Linked DNA regions of Hordeum vulgare: region 1 is linked to region 2. A link is a contact called in public Hi-C data. All regions are on one chromosome and are shown on one strand. The core of a region is the stretch at or near the end of the contact, and the rest is flanking DNA. Distances in the headings are between cores, read along the strand shown.

Region 1 (6,548 bases), core at 3,656-6,155, 580 kb before region 2:
CCAACTGAATTCCAGATCGATAGTGGGGGTTTGTGCCCTGGCAAGCTTTCTTTTGTGGGTGCTGTGAAGAAGAAGATGGATCAAAGAGGGGGACATCGAGCTAGGAGACAGCCTCCAAAAAAAGGGGATCAGGGGGCTACCTCTCATCCTCCTGCTGCTCCTACTGTTCCTGCTACTCCACCTCCAGTTCCTTATTTTATGAGTGGTAAAGGTCTTAAGCAAGGGGATCCTATATCTCCTCTTCTTTTTAATTTAGTTGCTGATGTCTTTTCTAAGATGTTATTCAAAGCTGCTGCTCAGGGATTGATCTCTGGTTTGCTTGACTATGCCATTCCTGGGGGGTAATTAGTCTTCAGTATGCAGATGATACTCTCCTCTTTTTAGAGGACTCTGTTGAAAAAGCTAAGAATTTTAAATGGATTTTGTCCTGTTTTGAGAATCTTTCTGGGATGAAAATCAATTTCCACAAAAGTGATCTAATTACTATTAATGTTGATGAGTACAGGGCCAAGTCTTTTGCCCAGATTTTTTGCTGTAATATAGGATCCTTTCCTATTAAATATCTTGGGGTGCCTCTTCACTATGATAAGTTGAGGAGGGAAGACTTGCAACCTTTGATTGATAGGATCATCAAGGGAATTTCTGGTTGGTTGGGTAGGTATCTTACTTTCAGGGGGAAAATTGTGCTGTTATGTGCTTGTATTGTGAGCATCCCTGCTTATCTAATGGCATTTGTGAAGTTCCCTAAATGGGCTATCAATGCCATTAACTCCCAGATGGCTCACTTTTTGTGGGGCAATATGGGGGATCAACATAAGTTCCATTTGGCCAAATGGGGTTTGGTGTCTAGAAAGAAGGATTTTGGAGGTTTAGGGATCCCTAATATTAGAGATTATAATATGGCATTGTTGGCTTCCTGGGGAAAAAGATTTTTTAGGAATAATTATGGGGACTCGAAAAATGTGATTGCTTATAAGTATGATGTGACTTGTCCAAATATCTTTTGGACCAAAACAAAATTTGGATCTCCTTTCTGGAAAAGTGTTTCCTGGGCTTTACAAGCATCTAGGAATTTTTATCATTGGAAAATTGGAAATGGTGCTAATATAAGTTTCTGGCATGATGTTTGGGCTGGGGAGTGTTCCCTTAAAGTAAGGTTTTGGAAATTGTTTGAGATCTGTAATCAACAAGAATGTGCTGTGGCCCAAGTTTGGGATGGGGTGACACTTAGACTATCATTTAGAAGGTGTGTTGATCATAGTGGGCTAAGTGATTGGGGAATGCTTATTAATCATATAAAGGATTATCCTTTATCTGATTCTCTTGATACTCCTGTTTGGGATTTGGAATCAAAAGGCATTTACTCTGTTAAGTCTTTTTATAAGTGTATCAACTTTGGAGGTGTGGTATCTCCTTTTGGAGACTCTTTATGGAAAACTTTGTGTCCTCAGAAAATACATGTGTTTTTGTTGTTGTGTTTATATAACAAATCCTTGACTAGAGATAATGTGGCTAAAAGGAAAACAATTGAGGATAAGTCTTGCCTATTTTGTAGTGAAGATGAATCCATCCAGCATTTATTTTTTGAATGTGTGAACTGTAACCTGATTTGGGATATTATATCTGATTTCTTTAAGATTTGCAGAATAAGTTGCATTAGTGAGGTTGCTTCCTTTTGGAAAGTTAATAAACAAAAGCCTGTTCTTAACTTGGTAATTGCGGCCTCCTTGTGGAGTATATAGAAATTAAGAAATGAATTCTGTTTCCAGGGGCGCAAATGGAGAAGTCTGGACTGCAAAATTGTCAAGTTAAGAGGGATTTTGCTTCGATGGGAAGTTCTTTGTGGCGCTGCTCAGCAAACCGAACTGAAGCAGTTCATTCGTCTGCTGGACAAGCGTCGGGGGGAGATCCTGAGGATTGCTTGGCGATGATCTGAAGACCTATCCTTATCCTTAGTTTCTTTTCTCCCTTGGTAGTTTATCTTGGCTTGTAATAAATGTAGATTACTTTGCACTTTCCAGGACAGCTTCCTTTGTTGGGGTCTGCCTGTGGTTATTTTCGGTTGATGTGTTAACTGTTGTGTAGCTGGTTTATGGGCTTTTTCTGCTCCATTTATAAAAAGTGGGGTAGGGGGGGAAACCCCTTTCGTTCAAAAAGAAATATATATCTTCCTAGTTAATAATCTCCTATAAATCTCTATCATATCAGAACTCATAACTTATTCAACTATGTACTGCAACTAGCAAACTCAACCAGAGTTCGAGAAATATGCAGAAATGCATTTCTTTGTGAATGGTGGCATAAGGACCAAGACAAATAAGTGAAATAAACACCTGAGTTGTCTTTAGCAAGGAGTATCCTTGTATCCCAGAATTTATAAGCAGGCTTCCAGACTTCTTCACAGTGACCTCAGTGGTGTGCTTTTCAGAACCAAGTTTGAACCCTGCAAAGGAGTCCATTGCATAAGTTATATCAGATAACTCTCAAATAACTCGTCAGGGAGGGATTGTTTTCCTTTAGCATCGCATTTTGCAATAGAAGCTATCTAAATGTGAATATTTACCATAATAAATGTGAGAAAGTTATTTGTCAAAACAAAACAAAAATCAGCAAGTAGTTGATGAGAAACAGTCTGCTCGATTATCATAATCCTCCTTTTTGACTATCAGTGGATCTACCAGGAATCTAAGTTTTAAGGAGAAAATGGAAGAGATACAGGTAAGGGTACTGTTTATGCACCGCACTATTCAACTTGCAACCGCAATGATAATGATGTGAAATTATTTGAGAGCTCAATAGGAAAATTATTATTGGCCAATAGTAACTATATGACTAAAGATGAGTGGCTCTGGTATTTAACTTATTGGTTAAGTCCCATTTGGTTTTGTTCTCTAATAATAATGAAATACATTTCACTAGTTAGAAGAGGGATTCCAAACAACATGCAAATTTGTGCATTACACTACTTAAATATTCATTTGCCGATTAAGTATTAAGTAGTATATGTTTGGTAAAAAACAGTTAAATGATGATTGTGCATCCTCATGCTAGATAAAAGCAACATGATGTTTGTTGGCACTTGCCAACATATTCTACCTGGTTGGCTGAGTTGTTGATAAATATACATTGCCAAAGGCTTTCAGTATGCATCCCTTTTCTCTAGCTTTACTTCAACTGCTACTGCTTGTTGATCTTTACAATGTCTTTCAATGCATAGACTGTGTAGCTAAAAACTGTTCATAATGACCGACAGGGTGTTCAGAAATGTGGAAGAAACACATCATAAATCCTAATGGCCTAGAACAGCTGCAATTCAGCCAATTTGCACATGGATCCAATACTGTGCTGATCTACAAAAAGAGGCGGATCAGCACTTCCTTTAGAACTTTAATGGCAGTTGACCACTGAAACAAGACTTGAGGATGGAGCATTTGTCACATTGTTTTATGCTACTTCTTTCATATAGATCGTAATCAAGTTTAGCCATTCGGGGATGTGCAGTCACTAGCATCTTATCTCTGCTTTTACATACCCAGCCACTAATTGGAAAGTCTGTAATGTACTCCCGTATTGTTAAGTAAAGCTGGGGGTTTGGCCCTCCTGACTTGGCTGCCATTTGAATGGAACTTACTGTGGCTTCATAAAGGCACACTTTACTTACTACGCGAAAATGCTGTTTGGAGCTCGGCCTCCATGGAGGCCACCAAAATTCATCAAAATTCATATTTTATATTTTAAAAGAAATCTGAAAAAAAGTGTAGATATACATGAAGGCAGAACACAGATGTTTGTAAATTTTCAGGACGAAATACGTCGAAACGAGGGTTGTGCAAAAAAGACAAATCTATAATTTTTTAACACATGATACTATTCATCCCAAAAGTCCATGAATTTATTTCTTTTGCACAAATCGCATCTCAAGGCATTTCATCCTCAATTTTTGCACACATATACATTTCATCCTTGTATAATTGCATATCTTTTCTCAGATTGAAACCGGAAAATTTGAATTTTTATTTTTTTAAAAAGAAACGGGCTCCATGGAGGCCGAGCTCCAAAAGGCCCTACTCCTTACTACGGCACAAGTAAACAAAAAGAGTAAGCGAGAAAACTCTCCTCACCATGCGAATGGGGCTTCCCGTCCACAGCCACACGCTCCCATGGGCGCTCCACGATCGTCACTGTAGCCTCCGACACCTGCTCGAACAAGAACACTTTCATAAATGGCCGGGTTCCAGCGTTTTTATACAGTAGAACACACCATAAATGGCCGGGAAAAACTCCCATCCCCACCACTCCGTACCTGCGGGTACAGGGAGGTGAAATGCCTGCCGAGGATGACCGCGAATTCCTCCATGGACACCACCTCCGTGCACTCCTTGGCCTTCACATACACCTGATCAAGCAAGCAAAAGGCGCAGCGGATCAAGGGACCAGGGCCGGGACTGACCGGGGAGCACCGCCGGGCAGGGAGAAGGGAACGGAGAGGAAGGGGGGCGCACGGTGTTCTTGATGGAGTCGGTGGCGACGATTGCGGAGTTGTCGTCGGAGGTGTAGGAGGGGAGGCAGTCGGAGACGACGCTGACGGCGACGCTCCACTCGACGAAGAGGTGGCCGCCGGCCTCGGCGGGGCGGCGCCACACGCGGGAGACCCGGACGCGGGACTTGCCGTGCCTGCCCTGGAGGTCGAAGCGCCCCGCCATGGATGGGGATCCGATCTGCAGCACTGGGGGTGAAAGCCCGATGCGGATGCGGATGCGTGTGTCGCTGGCGGAAGTGACGCGCACGGGAGTGCTACTGCTTCTTTTGTAGAGGGAGAGGGAGACGGAGACGGAGACGGAGGGGATGTGGGGACCGCGCGCAGTCGGCCAGCGAGATGCCCGTCGCGATGTCACTCTCGCTCGTAGGCACCTCGGAGGGGATCGAAGTCGAACCGATACGTCCGTCTCTCACACCGTTATGCTGTGCTATGGGCCGCTTCGTCATTTATGGCCCGGTCCACGTTGCTTCGCGTGTATCTTGCCCAAATACCTAAATAAGAAATGCGTTTATTGCCCAGATACAAATGGGAATACAGATGGCACACTTGGCGCCAAATCGGTGGGGGACTGCGCCAAGTGGCCTGGTACACACGTGAACAAACCGCTGCTTGCACGCTGTTTCGGTATAGCAGCTGCAGCCCACTGAAACGATGCAGCAGAGAACAGTGACACTCTGTTAAAAGAAAAAGGAGTGACACACGGAAAATAACTATAATAAATCATAAAGCGGCTACCGCTTCTGTCGAAAAACCCGTCGTGACTTTTTTACAGAAAGGTCCCTGCCTTTTTATGTATTCAACCCACAGTCCCGATGTACATGGTCATCCCTTCCTCTTATCCACTCCCACGCGACCCGGTGCGTCGCTCGCAGCTCTCCTTCACCTCCAGCGCTTCGTCCCGGGCCGCCCCGCCCCGCAGCACGCCGCCACCCCATCATCACCTCTAGCGCGCCGTCCCGGGCCGCCCCGCCTCGCCGCACGCCTCCACCCCATCTCCACCTCCAATGCGTCAGCGCTGTCCCGGGCCACCCCGCCCCGCCGCATGCCTCCACCCCATCTCCACCTCCAGCGTGTCGTCCTACCCCGCCACATGCTGCCACCCCATCTCCCCATCTCCACCTGAAGCAGTAAGGGAGGCCGACGAGATCGACCATGCTCGGGGCTGCAGGTGCTCGCGACGCTGCCACTGGCGACGCGACGCTCCGACGAGGCATGGGGCAGGCGAATCCGAGGCGAGGCGGATGGTCGCCGGCAACATCCCATGGAGCGACGCCGGTAGCCCTCTGTAGATGTCGCGGATGCCGTTCTTCTTGTAGATGGTTTGGATGAAGTGTCGAATGCCCTTGAACTGGCGGGCGTCTGTTTGGCCAATGTCGGCTGCAAGGCGGGTATGAGCTATGTCCAGTGGGTAAATGATCACCAGAGTGGTACATCCGGCGGCGGCTCAAACGATGAAGTTGGTAAGGGCAATTGATGTGAACTTATTGTCTGCTGAGGTTCCTACATCTTTTAGTATGCTTCTGTACAGGTCCTGCAAGAATAACCACAAGGGATTTATAAACATCAGATAACCATAAGATAGTCTTTCAGAGTTTAATTAATAGTCAATCCAAAATTTCACATCAATATCATGATCAGACTGGGTGTAGTTTCACGCTTGGCCCTCTACATAACTCCCTTCTCGATACTCATCAACTATGCATTCAAGCTTGCAACACTAATACAACGAGCATGTCTGTATTGTGAAATTGCAGATACCACTATTTAAAATAAATTGAGTGGACAAAAACACAAATAATTATTCTAAACCCTTGGTTATGCTTATTATGACATTACAAGTTGTAGTACACAATTTCGTTCACCATTAGGATCTAAGATGGCAGATCTTCATTCCCTATAAACAGGTGCTAAGATAAACATTTAAGATATTAACTTCAGCTCACAACTGTTTCCCTCTCAAATCAGTATACATGCCATCAAATTAAATAAGTTGACACACCTGGTCAGA
Region 2 (6,787 bases), core at 3,236-5,735:
CTAGGCTCAACTAAGTGCACCACCAACTTCTTCTACTAAGATGAGCACAACAAGATTACTCATAATCACAAGTAAGTTACACAAACTTACTCGAGCAATATCACAAGATATGTAAGAGTATGGCACAAGTGAGCAATTCACACTAAACACAAAATATATCAATAGTAGCAAGTATGAATTGCGGGATATAATGTGTAGGCCTAAATAATTAATCTTTACAGGGAAATAGCCAACACAATATAATGAGGACGACAATATGTACTGAATGTACGCTCAAGTAACCAAAGTAAACCACAAGTAAGGAGTTAGGGTTAGTCACTGTTACAGAAGTGGATGTTACCACGAAGGCACACCAACGCCACGAAGGCTCACCCTATTCTCCTTGAGATATCACCACGAAGGCGATTCCCAACCACTGGTGGTAGACCTTGAGGTGGCCTCCAAACCTTCATAAACTTTTCGGGGGACAAATCACAAGTTGACTCCTCACCGAAGCACTCCTACCGCCTAGGAGTCTCCAACCTCCAAGAGTAACAAGATCAAAGGGGAAATGATCAAGAATTGCTCAAATCACAAATTACTTTGGTCAAAAGTGAGAGGAGTGGATGTATGCTTGGATGAAATCTCTCTAAAAAACTCTCAGAAATCTCTTCGGGATTTACGGCAAGAATGCTGAAATCCCCCTCTCTCAAATCACACCAAAAGCAACTAATGCTATGGAGGGATGTGAGAGGAGAGGAACAATGGAGGAGGTCAACAAATGAACCCTAGATCCATGGGATAGTTTCCCCCCAAATGGATTGGAGTTTTGAGGCTTGGGGGAGGAGGAGAGAGCTCAAAACAACGGGGAAATATCATATCCAAAGGCTCTATCTCGTTGGGGAAGAAGGGGTACCTTATATACTGCCCCACCAAATCTGCCCGTTATGCACAGAAAAATGTAGCCCGGAACTTCCGCGTGTCCCTATTGAGGCACACAATGTAAAGTTTGTGGTTAGCCCGGAACCTGTCCTGAACTTCTGGCCCCTGGAACTTCCGGGAGGCCCGAAACTTCTCGCCCCCGGAACTTCTGGGAGGCCCGTAACTTCCGGGATCCCTTTGGGTCAGATTTTTGCAAACTTCCTGTTTACCCCGGAACTTTTCCCGGAACCTTCCCAGAACTTCCGGCCCCCCAATAAACAACGAGCATACCAATAGTATAATATGCGTAACTTTTACATACAAACTCCGATTTTGATGAGCTTATGCTCGTTTTGTAGCTATTGAAAAGCTCCAGGTCTTCACATAGAGAACCACCCAATATTAAACAAAATGGATGATGCAATGAATGCAAAGGTTTGAGTATAGAATTTGGGAAACCCTTTTTGGCTAACAGTTTTGCTTTGGGATATATGATAGGAGTGGAATTGTGTATAGAAGATGTTGACTTGAGCAAGTTCATTACAAAACCCTTTGATCCCCTCTTAATAGTGCGGGATCCCTAAAACTTAAGAATCATAAAAGAGCTACACCACATAGCTACCAATAATCCATTCTTGAGTGTATATGTTTATTCGGCGGTCATCACTCCACACCAATAGCGTTAAAGGAACTAATACCTTTGAGTCGAGCCTTTCACTTGAGCTTGATGTTATTGTTTCTTCTTGGATCAAGGTGAAGGAAAGACATTGATGAAGTCTTCAAGTAGCTCTCCCATATGAAATGTGGAAAGCCTTGCTTTGGATTCATCTTCACTTGTCCATCATGTGAACATCCACAAGGTTCAAGCATGTAATCCTTAGGGGTGGTTATTTTGAACTTGCCCCTGTCAAACATGATCATGAACACTTGATGTCACCCTCTCATGGACACTTGGAATATCTCTCTTGATGCTAGCCTGTGAGAATTACCTAACCCTCACAGACATAGAGAGCACATAGTACGAGTTAGTACACAAAGTGCAATTGACAATTACTTACCATACCACAAGATCTCATGTGGTACATCATTTGCGCTTGTGTGATGACCAACTTTGAGTTAACTCTTTGATCTTCATCTTGGTCAACATTTATCTTTGATCCATGATTAATATTGATGTTTTGAAGGCCCTATTTATTTCTTATTAGGCTTCATTGCTTTAAGAAATGATTACCAATATCTCAATTCACCATGACCATATCAAGTTTTTCCATGAATCTCATATTGTCTATAACTTGCTCGTCTTCATGATACACCATAATATCTTGAGAGGCATAATGAATTCTTCTCTTGAATTATTTGATTGAAGACATAATCATCCATGACTCAACATATGAGCTCATCATGATCCTATTTCCAAGTCGACATATGTAGAATTATTCTCTTTAATTATTCTCTCAAGATCTCGATCCATCATGGTTGAAACCATAAGCCAAAGCATGAGAATGTGTGAGATCCTCGATGAACTCCACATAGATCACATCTTGTTCATCACATGGAATTCATCTTGATCGTATCATATTTGATTCAATCATTGAGCTCATCCTTGGTGCATGCACACCAATATGTATATGGCATTCATTTAGAATTCATTCGAGCTCCTTCTTGCATCTTCATGGAACAAACATACTTCAGTTCATCCAATATTGTTCATTCTTCATGCATTGCAAATAGAACATTCCTTCAAATGTATAACTCAATGAAAACATTAGTTCATTAGGATTGTCATCAATTACCAAAACCACACATGGGAACTACATGCACTTTCACATTGGAAATCGGCCTCGGGTGAGCAGCCTCGAACATGAAGGTATATCCCAATTCGTAGTGCCACACCACTGTGCATCAGGTTGTCGAACCCACATATGAACGGGTCAGCTCTATGGCTAGAACTAATCGAGGTTTGTGGTCCCTTTTGCACCTTCCTGGTGGATCTAGCTACCCATGTTTCTAGACCAGTGGGCAAGCTCTCGGTGCCGAGGTGGCGGCGCGAGAAGTTGTTAGGAGGAGAAGGAGGCAGGCCATATAGTGGCAGGGAGAGGAGGGGGCTGGCGACACCATGAATGAGAGGGGAGGTGGTGGGGAAACGAGTGCGCGAGCTACGCCATGGCATGGAGGGGAAGTGCGTGGGAGAGATGGCGAGGACAACATTGTGGCAGGGAGATGAGATGCAGCGAAAATCGATGGCTGGTTGGTTGTGCGGGCAGAGTAGAAGACGGTTGAGTGGTGCATGAGTGAAAGGAATGGCTGGTTTTTTCCCATAAGAAAAGTAGAAATGAGAAGCTTCTATATGTTGACATCAATGCCACATAACATAACAAGTCATTTCTAGAAAAAAACACCAATCAAATGATCTATAGATAGCCTATAATTTACAACTCACCAAAATGAGGGTGCGGCTCACATTGTGTGATGCAATGAAGCTCAAGACAATATTCTTCACATTGTATAAAAATATCTTAAACACATCAAATAGATCTTAGTTTGTAAGAGACAATTACTTGGATCATTAGAGTACATGATATAACTTTTATGCATGCAAATTTTGACATGCACTATGATTATGTCTGCAATTGGGCCAAATATATACATGATCCGTAACAACGCATGCCATTATACTAGCAGTTTTAGTAGTTGAGATATATGTGAAGCCGCAAATCAGCCCTCATTCTGTTTTTCTCACGCAGCTACAGGGGGCTAAAGGCCCAACTGATCTCGGTCTTCAAATTGTCGGCAACGAAGGACCGACTATTAATCGAATCCAGCCGGTCAAAGACAGCCTTATAGATCACTCGAAGGTGAGCTATCCTAGCAAGCAAACCATCCAAACTAACTGAAATCATGCAAAGTAACATCGATTGATCCAACAATATCTTCATGGACACTACTTTTCTGTTGGCGAAGGTAGTCATCGATACTACTGCGTACTTACTGAAATTGTTGTGCTATGTTCTGATCCTACGTATTATTTACCGTGTCTCCCGGCCGATTATAGGCAAGGCAAAATACCTAGGGAGTTGTTTAGAGCAACTCCAATTGCGCGATAAAAACGGACGAGTGATTTGTTTTGTATTCTGAAATTCTGGAAGAGGATGACCCCCTCCCCCTTTCACGTTCGAATTAAAAAAAGACGTCCGGGGATGGGTGACGCGTGGATCCGTGGTAGATGGTCGTCATTAATAAGACGATGATGGTTTTGACCGGGTGTCACATGTTGACGGGCGTGGACATGAGAAGGCCCGCATCATCCGCACCGACGCATTTTAACTTTAAATTTAAACCCGAAATGAGTCATCATGAATGAATAACGAATGCGTTTTAGAAATGGATCGACGTATTAGGCCTTTACTTTTGTGTGCGGTGATGCAAAAAGATCGTAGCGGACGAAATGGGTCAGTTGGAGTTGCTCTTATGATCATGGATTCATGGGTTTAGTCAACTTTTCAAGATGCATACTACTATAATGTATTCGCAATGAGAGGTGTATGGTGTCATTACAGTTTGCCGTGCTGCGAAAGGATAAGGCTCCGTGTATACGTGTGGACCAGCAATGGCTGCGTCTCGATCGATGCCATTTTGGAAGGCGTGCATCGATCGTGCCCGTGGCTACTCTTGCCGAGGTATCAATTCATACTCATTCTCGGAGTTGAAAAGGGCAGGGTTGACTGCAGGTGCAATATGAACTAAACTAGTAAACACTCCTAGTAACAAGAGGCATCAACTCAAAACTCATTCTTAGTTCGTCGACCACCATATATCATGCATATTTTGTCTGACGAGAAATTTGTCCAAGGCACTGGGATGAACATAAACAAGCTTATGCATGCTGTGACCTTTACTGCACTGAAAACTTGATAAACTGCTGCGACAGATGATAATAACTTTGCACAATTCCTTTCACCGGAAGTTGCAATCTCACACAAAAATAGTATTTGACTGGAAGGTGCAAGCTTACACCCAAATTCTAATTCAGAAGTTCAGATGCGAGCAGCGAGCCCCCACGGGAATCGTGATTAACCTAAACTAACCCACGTAACTAACGACAGGCTTGCACGCACGCACGGAGGACGAACGCAGCGATTTGTGTGCGGCGTTCGAGCGGAATTCTTCTGACTTGCAGCACCGGCCGGTACGTGACGATGAGCACCGGATCGAAGCATCATCGATCGCGCTCCTCGGATCATGGGCCAGCCTACGGTGCGAGCATCGAGGGACCATGTGCGCGGGGTGCGCGCATCGGTCCGGCGGCCGGAGGCCCCCTGAATTCGGTGGCCTGATCCCAAGGTTGATCATTGCATCCATGCTGTGTCTTGGACAGAGACGACGCAACGAGGGGCGGGCGTGCATGTAGCCGAGTATATCGACCGACGAGCCTCTCACGCGATCCATGGCCGCCGGACCCGTCGCGAGGCTCAGCCGTTGACCCTGCAGAATATTGCACGCACGGGCAGCGCAGCGCGGTGATCAGTGCGCTCCTTGGGCCGGCTTGTGTATTCGATCTGCCCTGGTCAATGCAGCTCTAGGACTAAGTACGTACATTACGTACAGTTCTTTCATCCAAAAAGTTTTTTCTTCCTCCATCTTCAATTTGTGCAGCACGCAAGTGCACCCTTTTTATAAGCTGGCAGAGATTTCTATGGAAGCTCTCTGTGCGGCTAGTATGCTAATTACGTCATCTTCAACGATGACTTATAAATTTTCTTTGGCATTTTTCCATGGATACACCGCCAACCAATCAACAACTAACTAAATTAACCAAACGAAATTCTTGCATACAAAATGGGTTTCATATAAACCGAACGAAAATATTTACATTTTAAATATATTTTAACTAAAAAACATAAAATTATGTGCACGTCTGGCCGCGTAAAACCCCACTCCTATGACATAGATACAATATACTAGTCTACGGTCAGCCACAGTTGATCCCTTTGTCTTTTCCATGTCCGGCAGCCCTCTCATCAAACCGCGAGGGCCCCAGAGACATATTCTTCCCTTGTATCTTCCCTATGTCCAGCTGCGCCGCTCATTGAAGTGGGAAAGGGGGTGCTTCACCTGAAGAGGAAGCGTGCCTACTTTGTTTCCATGAAGCCGATGTGTGGTTCCACGATGCTTTGCGTTGAGCCGAGCAAGTCACCGGCTGCGCACGCCGGCGACGCGTCGACAGTAGCCTTCCTCGGACCAAAGCGACACATGTCTCCCATGTTTTACTTTCCCTCAATGTTGGCAGCGGATGTGGACGTGCTACCCAATGATACATCTTCAACGTATCTATAATTTTTGATTGTTCCATGTTGTTATATTATCATTCTTGAATGTTTTACAATTATTTTATAGCAACTTTATATAATTTTTGGAACTAACCTATTGACATAGTGCCCGGTGCCAATTGCTATTTTTTACTTGTTTTTTTCCGTCACAGAAAATCAATATCAGATGAAGTCCAAATGCTACAAAACTTTTGGGAGATTTGTTTGAACCAGAAGGAAAAGTGAGAACCAAGGAAGCTCACCAGGGGAGGCCAGGGTGGCCCACTAGGCACCAGGGCACGCCTTGGGCCCCTCGCGCGCCCTGGTGGGTAGTGGGGGCCTCGGGCACCTCCTCCACCGTCTCTTGACTCCATAAATACCCAGATATTCCAGAAACCCTAGAGGAGTCGGCGAAAAATCGTTTCAGCCGTCGCAAGTTCCAGAAGCCACGAGGTCCAATCTAGATCCCTTTCCGGCACCTTGTCGGAGGGGAACCCGATCACGGAGGGGTTTATCATCCTCATTAGTGCTCCTCCGATGATGCGTGAGTAGTTCATATCAGACCTACGGGTCCGTAGGTA

What was found. Hi-C and Micro-C count contacts between places; a contact is called where the count stands out from the background.
Region 1: a Hi-C map of leaf shows a contact between it and region 2, with 6 times the contacts expected there. The contact joins the promoter of LOC123444818 here to the enhancer-like site in region 2. A contact is called at or near these places in 2 of 6 Hi-C or Micro-C datasets (leaf and seedling).

The regions. Positions count from the first base shown.
Region 1 is chr3H:539,558,895-539,565,442 of MorexV3_pseudomolecules_assembly, reverse strand. It overlaps LOC123444818 (uricase), which reads right to left and starts at 4,905. Exons shown (of 8, transcript XM_045121670.1): 1 at 4,503-4,905; 2 at 4,304-4,396; 3 at 4,122-4,197; 4 at 2,334-2,443. The coding sequence starts at 4,703. LOC123444816 reads left to right here. Exons shown (of 2, transcript XR_006631029.1): 1 at 1-205; 2 at 1,770-2,156.
Region 2 is chr3H:538,975,684-538,982,470 of MorexV3_pseudomolecules_assembly, reverse strand. No RefSeq gene overlaps it. Among protein-coding and RNA genes, the nearest start is that of LOC123440479, 53 kb to the right of the region's middle. Within about 2 kb of position 4,485, at least 1 of the 3 cell types and tissues checked has open chromatin away from gene starts, as enhancers often do. A contact at or near this core is called in leaf, where this site is marked.